2 separate regions of the Canis lupus genome follow, and region 1 is linked to region 2. The links are chromatin contacts, called in public Hi-C maps. All regions are on one chromosome and are shown on one strand. Each heading gives the region's core, a stretch centred on a gene start, on an enhancer-like site or on the middle of the called end of the contact. The rest is flanking DNA. Distances are from core to core; before and after follow the strand shown. Region 1 has its middle 22 kb from the start of PPP1R21. Region 2 holds the start of FOXN2 (forkhead box protein N2).

Evidence for each region. Hi-C and Micro-C count contacts between places; a contact is called where the count stands out from the background.
Region 1: a contact with region 2 is called in a Hi-C map of blood, with 2.6 times the contacts expected there. The contact joins the enhancer-like site here to the promoter of FOXN2 in region 2. A contact is called at or near these places in 6 of 9 Hi-C or Micro-C datasets (amygdala, blood, skin fibroblasts and 1 more).

What each region holds. Positions count from the first base shown.
Region 1 is chr10:51,380,239-51,385,152 of UU_Cfam_GSD_1.0, reverse strand. No RefSeq gene overlaps it. Among named protein-coding and RNA genes, the nearest start is that of PPP1R21, 22 kb to the left of the region's middle. Within about 2 kb of position 3,437, at least 7 of the 20 cell types and tissues checked have an H3K27ac peak or open chromatin away from gene starts, as enhancers often do. A contact at or near this core is called in blood, where this site is marked.
Region 2 is chr10:51,278,851-51,283,599 of UU_Cfam_GSD_1.0, reverse strand. FOXN2 (forkhead box protein N2) reads right to left here and starts at 3,438. Exons shown (of 6, transcript XM_038551240.1): 1 at 3,292-3,438. It overlaps LOC111097744 (a long non-coding RNA gene), which reads left to right and starts at 3,557. Exons shown (of 4, transcript XR_005365954.1): 1 at 3,557-3,685; 2 at 4,093-4,135.

The DNA of each region.
Region 1 (4,914 bases), core at 2,188-4,687, 100 kb before region 2:
GGGGGAAGTAGAACAGCTAAGGTCGGGGTTGGCATTTATGGTGAAGAAGTCAGGTAAGCCTCATTGAGGAGGTGACATTTGAGCAAGGACTTCCAGGAAGAGAAGGAATACGCAGGCCCTGGGGTGCTGGCATGTGTGAGGAAGGGGAGGGAGGCCAGTGTGGCTGGAGCGAAGGAGTAGGAGACAAGGTCAGACCTCAGAGGCCTTGCAGGCCATCATGACAACTTTAGCTCTTACCCTGAGGAAAAGAAAAAAAAAAGAAGCAGCAGCAGCAGCAGCCCTGTTTTTTTGTTTGTTTTGTTTTGTTTTGCTTTTTTAGCATTTGCCAATTTCTGTGGTGTAAATACACCACGCCAATTCTAAGCTACTGACGTGACACCACCAAACACAGAGAGCATGCGCAGGAGTGCCTCTCAGCCCACTCTTGCTTTGGATGGTTTTGTGCAGGGTATGACATGATCTGACTTCCGTGTTAAGAAGGTCACTCTAGCTGCTGTGTTGAGAGCGGGCTATGAGTGGGTGGGAGGGCAAGGACAGGAGTCAGGGGGCCATTTAGGAAGTTAGCGTCATGATCGATGTGAGGGACAGTCTCAGAGATTAGCCATAGTGGAGACAGTAAGTCCTAGGCAGATTCTGGGAGTATTCTTTTTTTTGGGGGGGGGGGGGGCGGTGGTATTCTGAAGTAGATATACCAAAATTTACCTGGATTCCTTGGCAGACTGGATATGGGGTGTGAGAAAAAGAAAGCAATACATGATGCTCTGAGGTTTAGTGGAAGATTTGGGGGGCGATGCAAGGAAAGCCATTCCAGGCATAGGGAACAGCACCTGAAAGCCATGTATTTGAGAATAAGAAACAAGGTCATGTGGCAGTGAGCCAGTTATGAGTCAGTTATGACCTTCTGGCCAGGTGCATGGTGGAGAGGAGACAGGATCCAGGCTGTGGCAGTGGAGACCCACTAATGGGGCTTTAGCAGAGAAGTATGTGAGTAGGTTCATGGTATTAAAAAATAGCTGGAGAAGCTGGAGGCAGTGAGACCAGTTAGGAAGCTGTATCACTGGTCCAGGAGACACCGTGGGAGTCTCATCAGAACAGTGGTGGTGAAACTAAAGGGAAGACAAAGAGGTGAGTCTGAGGGTCATGACACCAGTTCCAAGGCTAACCTTGAACACACGTGAATCATGATTACAGTGGGCACTCCGTACATGTTCACTTAATAATAATCAGCTAATTGGTATGTCTTATCCATACAGAGCTTCTCCCATCCTCCCACTTATTTCCCAAGTTAATGTCTTTTCCAGAGGACAAATACATTTTATTATATAAAAATATGGTTTGGGCACCTAGATAGCCCAGTGGTTGAGCGTCTACCTCTGGCTCAGGTTGTGATCCTGGCATCCTGGGATCGAGTCCCACATCAGGCTCCCCGCTGGGAGCCTGCTTCTCCCTCAGCCTGTGTCTCTGCCTCTCTCTCTATATATATATCTCTCATGAATAAGTAAATAAAATCTTTAAAAAATATATGGTTCAAATGCTCATGTGCTTGTGAAGGATCTGAAAGTGTTCTCACTCTTAGTCTAGGGGGTGTTTGCACAGGTGTACTCATTGAAAGGTTCTTCAAGCTGTACAATGCACATTTGTGCACCTCACTGGATATATGTATATACCTATTGATTGGCCATCTTGACTCGCTTTACCATGTCAATGACAGAACACAGACCCCCTTCCTTAGACCGAGCCCTCATTTCCAGGTGGGAGAAGAAGCCATTAGTTTTGGGCTAGAACAGACAGAGGGAAGGGTAGTAGACAGAACATGAACAACCTGTCAACTTTACCCACTAGTTTGCTATTGAAAATTCACGTGGCTGGGGTTATCTGTAACATCCAAACCTTTCAACTTAAGTAACACCTTAAAGTGTATGTGATGTGAGGAACCCTGTGTTGGTGGCTGGCCTACAACACAAGATTCAGGGAACCCAAATTTATCTCTTATCAAAGTGATGCGGGACCATCCCAAGACACCATTTTTTATAACACCATAAGCCTCTGTCATCAGCCTCGTGGTCCACCTGTCCCAGAGAAAATGGACTTTTTTGGTCCTTCACATTGCCTCCCACCCCACCGGGTGGCTTCACTTCTCCTCCAAGGCAGAGCACATGTGCACCTCTTCCACAGAGATTTCAGCACAGCATTTGTAGCCACAGACCCATAAACTGCTCCAGATGGATCATGAAGTCCAAACCCCACCTACACCGCAAAATCCAGCTGTTACTTACTCAAGTGCAGTCTTGGATTGTTCCTTACACTTACTAGGTTTGTGTTCCCAGTTATCCTGGAAGTGTGAGTTCAGGAGCTGACCTAGCCAGGGCTGGATTCCTGGGGGCATGAAGGGATAGTTTCTCATCTTAGATACTGATCCCCACCCCAAAAAGCAAAGAATAGATGACTGCCTTTCATGCTCTCATTCTGAGGAGAGTATTCATTCATCTCCACCAGTTGGTCTGTCTGTAAAAGAACCAGAAGAGAGAATGTGTGTGCATGCACACGCACATATGTGCCTGTGTGTAGCTGTGTCGGTTTTGAGGCTATAAACATATTAATAACTATAATTTACTAGATGCCCATTGGGCACCAATAACTTGATACTCTCATTGAATCCTCACAACAGCTCAGTGAGGAAAATGTTGTTATGGATTTGCTGATTAAAAAATCTGTTACAGGCTAGTTGTGGGAATGACATATGAGACTTCATTTTCTCTTTGGAGATGTTTGACGATTTTTATAGCTAGGCCATATTTTTTTTACACTTAATTACTTTTTTAAAAGTTCTATTTATTTAACTAATCTCTATACCCAACATGGGGCTGGAACTCACAATCCCAAGATCAAGAGTCGCTCCTCTACTTTATCACTTTCATGAGATTACACTGGCTGTAATTCAGACTAAGTTATTTGTGATGATCAAGCTTAATAAGACAAATACTAATGCATTTCTGCATTTAAACATTTTTAATGAATGGTGATATTATTCGTGAATAACTCTACACCAAATGATTTTACTAAAATTTTATAATTTCATAAAATTATTTGGTCTCATGTGTAATTGCTAGATCATGAAAAAGAAGTTTTGAGCAAAAGACAAAATAATGAAAGTAATAATGTCTGTTACGAATGGGTATTCAGGGTGCTTTGGCAACTGGTCCTCAACTTTCCCTCAACAATAGAGATCATCAAATGCCTCAGTTGCTATCCCAGTACTCAGGGAAGTAGAGAATCACCCAGGGTCACAAGAGTTCAGTCTCTTGATTCTCTTTGTCTACCACTTGTGGGAATAAATGCAGCTGTCTCTGTCCTCAGTGTGGGCGTGAGCTGGGGCCTGGGCTCCTTGCTGTTCAGGTTGGAAATCCCCAGGAAACAGTCATCACAGAAGCAGCACTAAGCCAGGAGCAAAACGAGGATGAATCTTTCTAAAGAAATGCTATTCCAGAGTTCACACTGGGAGTATTGCTGACTGGCCCTCACTTGCTTTCTGGACCTGAGCACATTTCACAACAAAGGGTTTTCTGGGGATGAAGATTCCAAAAAGTAACTCGAAAAGAAGCCTGACAGTCACGGGATGGTCATCAGGTGAATGCCTCACTTAACCACATCCTCAGAAATAATGACACCTTCGCCCCTGTTTGGTTTCTGTCGTCCTGGCAACAGCCCTCTCTAACCAGTGCCTATCCCGGCACCTCTGAGAGAAGACCAGCCAAGGGCTGGCTCGGGAAGTTGGACCAAGGTATCTCCCAGTCTGAAGTGCCTTGAGATTTATCTGGGGAGAAGGTAAAGATTTAACCCCCTGCCCAACAAGGATTGTCCTTATTTGTTTCACACCCCTCTGGGCGGGGGCGGGGGGGTACTGGGGTGTCAAGGAAGTAGGCCATGCCCCTGCCACCCCCTGCCCAGGAAAGGAGTGACGGAATTTTAAGGGGGATTTGTAGTTCCTCAGTTGTTTCACAGATGAGGAAACACACACAGAGCGGTTAAGTTACCTGCCCAAAGTCACAGAGCTGCTGGCTGTCGTCTGCTCCAGCGACCTGCCCCGGAAGATCCGCCACCCGCCGGTTTGCACAGGGCCCCCCGTCCCCCTGATCTGCCCGCGCCAAGCTCATAGGAGACACTGCCGCTTTGTGTCGCCCTCCTTGGCACAAGATGAAATCAGGTGGTCCCCATTCTTCCTGTTCCACTCCGCCAAATCTCACTGCACACACTTCCTGTGCACAAAGCCAGCTCCCCAATTATCTGCTCCAATTAAGGAGTGTGAGATGTGGTTAATTCCGTCGCTCCGGAGGGGTGACCAAGGCGATCGGCGGGCTGGCCATGCTGGCTGCAGGTGCCCTCAGTGCCCTGGCACTCCTCCCCTACCCCCAGATGGCCACTGTGGTTTCCTCACCTCCCCGCTCTCTCCTTCCTCAGTCCCTGGAGTTCCAGAACTGTGCCTTGCTCTCCCTCCCCCTCTGTCAACACAGAGTTCTGGCCTAATTCTGTGTCCTCTGAAAAACTAATGTGTACGGAGTTGTCGGTGGCGGATCACGGATTAACACTCAACTCTCTCAGAGATAATTAGCTCTCAAATGGCAGTGCACATGATGCATCTTCTGCACTTATGCCTAAAGCCTGGCTTGCCACAGATAAATGTAAAAAAAAAAAAAAAAAAGGCCTCTTTTGCTTGACGCATAGACCCCAAACACTCAGCTCTCTACTGCCAGTCCTTTCTGCCTTTTCACACGAAGGCAAAGAAAGCAGATGGAGGCTGAGTGTGTATGAGTTAGGACGACAGACACTGGCAAGACCAATGTCCTCCTCCCCACTTCATGGAACACACTTTATGATCCTGACATGAAATACATAGATAATATGACCTACCTACCA
Region 2 (4,749 bases), core at 2,189-4,688:
TAAAGAACAGTTCCTGAAGGTTAGTGGATGGTAAAACGGGAGAAGACAGGGACCAAAGTTTGAAAAGTCCTGAGAAGAAATTTGGTATTCATGCTTGACATAAAGGATGATACAATTCATGCTTGACATAAGAGTGATATAATGTTCAGGAAGATTAATCTAATAGGAGTAACATGGTTAGACTTGAGAAAGAATGAAGCCTCCCCTATCTAATCAAAACTCTAGGTTCCTTCTTTTAAGCCTTACAGCACCCCCCTGAATTATACAATTTAACTCCTAACTATATCCTCTCACAGTATAAATTCTTATTTTCATGGATGTTAATCTAGTCTTTTCAATCAAAGAATAGGGATTCAAATCGTAGACCTCTGTTTCTTCCCTAAGAAATCAGCAAAGATTGGACCCTCAAAACTTTTTTGGAGGACTTCTTGCATTTGCGCAAAACCCAGTTACCAAAATGACAACAATCTAAAACAGCAACACACAATACATCCTCTGAGTAGCTAAACTACCATAAAAACAAGAGTAAGTCCTGTTTGGATGGCACTTTTTAAAGTTTCATTTGATAGTTGGATCCCGTAACTAATAATGCTGTTATCTTACAGCATATGTTTTCAGTGCTTCCTGCTTTATATAAGTATTTCATCACCTTATTTACTTTTCTTTCTCAACTAAGCATTGCTCTTAGTGGCCAGCACATACACTCATTTCTCAATCCCATTATCTTTTCTGTACTGAATCCTCTCCAAATCTTTTTATCTATTAACTTCATTGATTGAGAACTGTTGTTATGGCATAACTAAATTCTCATAAACGGTGCTGCTATAACTTCTCTACATAATTGTTTCAAACCTTCTAAATGTTTCCTGTGGTTTAGCACCCTCCAAGTAAAACTGATTTAAAAAAAAACATGTTACAGAAATAATTCAAATCCACCAAAGCATTTACAAAACGAAACATGCCTTAGTATGCAGAGATTACACCTAAATTCTAAAATTTTCCAAACTCTCCAAAAGCTTGGATTTTTAAAAAAATCTTCAACCCTTTGACTCTTTGCTTTCATGTATTCTCAAAATTAAATTTCGTTCCTTAAAAGAAAATCTGTTCATGTTAACAGTCACATTAAACATGAATACTTTTCCAAAAATGAGTTTAAGAAAGTGCACACAAACCAAACTTTTTTTTTTTTTTTTTTTTTTTTAACCAAACAAGTATTTATTTCATCCCTAAACAAGTATTTTCAGTCATATCTTCTCAGGTCACAATTTTTATGGAAGAAGAAAAAAAATAAGACTTCTATAAAACTCAAAAAAAGAAATACTCCAGAACGTGATGATTTCTTCTTGCGTTAGAACCTCTCACTGATGCTTCTGAAATACAAACGGCTTTTTTTTTTTTTTTCCCAGAGTTGAGGAACTTCATAATGTACTACTCTCTTCCCCCACCACTCTTTAATGATACCTAACACTGCTGAGATTTTAGGGATGAATCATCAAAACAGCGGAGGAAGGCAAAAAACGTCCATATATACACGGACGGCAAGGAAACAAAGTCTTAAAATGCGGAACAGAGACAGACATGAACAAGTTCAGTTCTTTCCACTTCCTCATCTCAGAAAACGCCAAAGTAAGTGTGGATGCAAGGCTACAGCACGATCACAAAGCCCCTGGTACCCAGGAAGCCTCAGACCGAGCGGCGCTAGGGCAACTCTCACACTCGGGCGGCCACGTGGCTGTCACAATCAGAAGGCAGGCAGGAGAGACCGCACTAACTAACCTGGAAACAAATAACTGCCCCCCTCCCTCCACCCCGGAGTCGCGGCAGAAGAGGCGCTGTGCCGTTTCTCTGCACGCCAAGACTTTTTTCCCCCCCTTTCCTGTAAGGTAAAGTACAGAGGCTGCCTTAAAGAGACTTTCAAGCAGAAATCGGGTCCACGAAGAGCCCGAGAGTGCACCCCCACTGAAGTCGCTACGCCCACTCCAGCGACCGGAGGTGGGAACGGAGGCATTTCGCAAAGGTGGAGCTGCAGGAGCGTGGAGGGTGGAGGGTGGAGGGTAGAGGGTGGAGGGTGGAGGGTGGAGGGTGGAGGGTGGAGGGTGCAGGGGCGCGCACACGGGCGGCTTTCCCCTGCCTCCCACCGGCCGCCGGGGTTTCAGACTCGCGGCTGCGGCTGCGGCGAGGCCAACCCCGCGGGCGGAGGGCCTCGCACACGCCCCCACGGCCCGCCCCCCGCCCCAGGCAGAAGACCGAGGGGCAGAGGTACCCACGGGCCCCAGCGGCGGCGAACAGGAAGTGGCCGTACAGCGGCGCAGAAAAACCCTAACTCCCCCCGCCCCCCGACGGGCGCCCGCGGGGGAGGGGCCAGGGGCCGGGGCGCCCCCCACATCCGGGACCCGCCCCTGTGCCCCGAGCCCCGCCGCCCGGGGGGCTGCAAGTGGCCTGCGCGCAGCGTCCGTCCGGCGCCTCCCCGGGCGCGCCTCGGCGGGGCCCAGCCGGGCCGCCCTCCACGCCCGGCACGTCGCGCTCCACTCGGCGGGGGCGGGGGCGGGGGCGGGGGCGCTGCACACGCTCCCGAGGGGCTCGGGGCACTTCCTCCGACAGCAGCCTGGCCCCGAGCGGAGCCTCGCCGGGCCGCCGGCACCCGCCCCCGGGCAGTCCCTGCCGCTCGCCAACAACTCCGAACTCCTCACGGGGCCGCCCCCACGCCCCGGAGCCCACACGGGACCCACGCCGCGCGCCGGGGACAGCGCGCCCCCCTCCCCGCCCCGTGCCGGCGCCAATTCCTCACAGGACAAAAATGTCCGGGCGCGTCACGGGACGGCCGCCTCCGCGCCCCACGCCGGCCGCCGGCCGCCGGCCGCCGCCGCACGCGCTGCCTCCGCCCCGGGAGCCGCGGCGCGGGCCGGGGCGGGGAGCGCGGACGCCCGGCGGCGCCGGCCCCGCAGGGCGCCACTCCGCGCGGGACTCACCGTCTGCTCGGCCGCCGCGGCGGGGAGGCGAGGGGCGGGCAGGGGAGGACACAATATGGCAGAGCCCCGCAGCTGCTCCCGGCGGCTTCCAGCAGCCGCCTCCGGGAAGACGCGGCAAAGAGCAGGCAGCGGCAGCTGCGGTGGCGGCCGCGGCAGCACCACATCCCCCTCCCGCTCGCTTCCTCCCCCTCCCGGCACCCTCCCCCGCTGCCATGGCAACGCGGCGCCGAGGCGATTAGCCCCGCCCCCCGCGGTCCCCGCCCCCCCCGCGGCCCCTCGGGAGGGGCTCGGTCCGCCCCTCGGTGCCCCGCCCACCTCCTACCTAAGGGCCGGCGCGGGGCCTCGCAGGCGGCTCGGGACGGCTGGCGAGGAAGGAAGGGAGATGCGGTGTCCGGAAGGGCGGGGTTCGCACGGAAGGCAGGGCGGAGGCGCTGTGTGGGCCCGGGCCGGGTTCGGGCTGAGGAGAGGCTGGGAAGGCGGGAAAAATGGAAAGGCCTCGCCTGTCCCGGAAGGGCCTATCGGAGCGCGGCGGGGCGCGGCGCGGCCGCTGAGTGGCCGGGGAGGCCCGGGGGCGGGGCTAGGGCGGCCTCCCCGGCGGCGCGGCCGGCGCGTCCTGGCGCGGGGACTGCGGCGGGGCCCCTCGACAGCCCGGGCTCCTGTGGGGGCCCCCGGGAGCCTTCCGCCATTGCCCGGGCTTTGAAAGCGCTGTCGAAACGGTAAAGCGTGAGTGTGAACTTCATATTGCACTCGCTTGACTGGAATTTTAAGAAGAAACTGAGCTTAGCGTGTTTGTGGTAAAGAAAAAAAAAAAGACTCTGGAATCAGACCCAAAATTTAATAAGCATCGCATTTCCTGAGGCCTCACTAAGTGCTAGGGACCGAGCTAAATTCTTTACGTGCATTGTGATAACCATGATGCTAAGATAGCGTTGCCAGATAAAACACAGGAGTGTCCAATTATATCAGAATTTCAGGTAAAAAAATTTTTTTTCAGGTAAATGTAGAATATTTTTTTAATATAAGAATGTTCCATTTGGAGATACACTTCCTGTTTTTTTTTTTTTTTTCTTTTTTGCTAAATCTGCAAACCCTACCCTAACTCTTACAAATTCCCACTTTACAGATAAGGAAACCGAGGCTTAGGAAATTAACCTGACAAATACAAGGTAAGTGGCAGAACTAAGGCTCTATTTTACAAAAATTATGATTCTGATCACTAAATTTCTGAGTATCTATATTATCCACATCTTCAAAAACTAGAGTAATGATCCCTGTCACTAATGTGCTGAATGGATGGAGAGAAAAGGTATGTGAAAGAGACATGCATAGTGGCTGGTGTCATAGGAGGCTCACTTTCTTCCAGAACAATGAATGTTAGCTGAATATTTACTATGTGCCAGGCCATGAGTATAAAGTGAGCTGATTATGAAACGAGCTGCCTACTGACAATAAAACAAGTCAAGCTGTGGAGATGACAGAGACATAGAAGAATTCTAGGCATCAGAATGTATAAAAACAAAAATGGAAGTGTTCAACCCTCATTCCACAGAGGAAAATGTTGTGTCTATAGGATTTGTCCAAAATCAGCTACTAGTTCCATTTATTTCTCATTACACCGTCCTGAAGGTCCTCATGACTGCATTTGGAGTAAGAGGCCACCCGGCAAAGATACAGTAAGCTTCAATTAAAACAAGAGTTGCTTCATTTTCTCCCTTCAGAGCAATCACTGTTACCCCCTCATGTGGACAAGTTGAAGGACGTTCCTAGAGGAAGAATATAG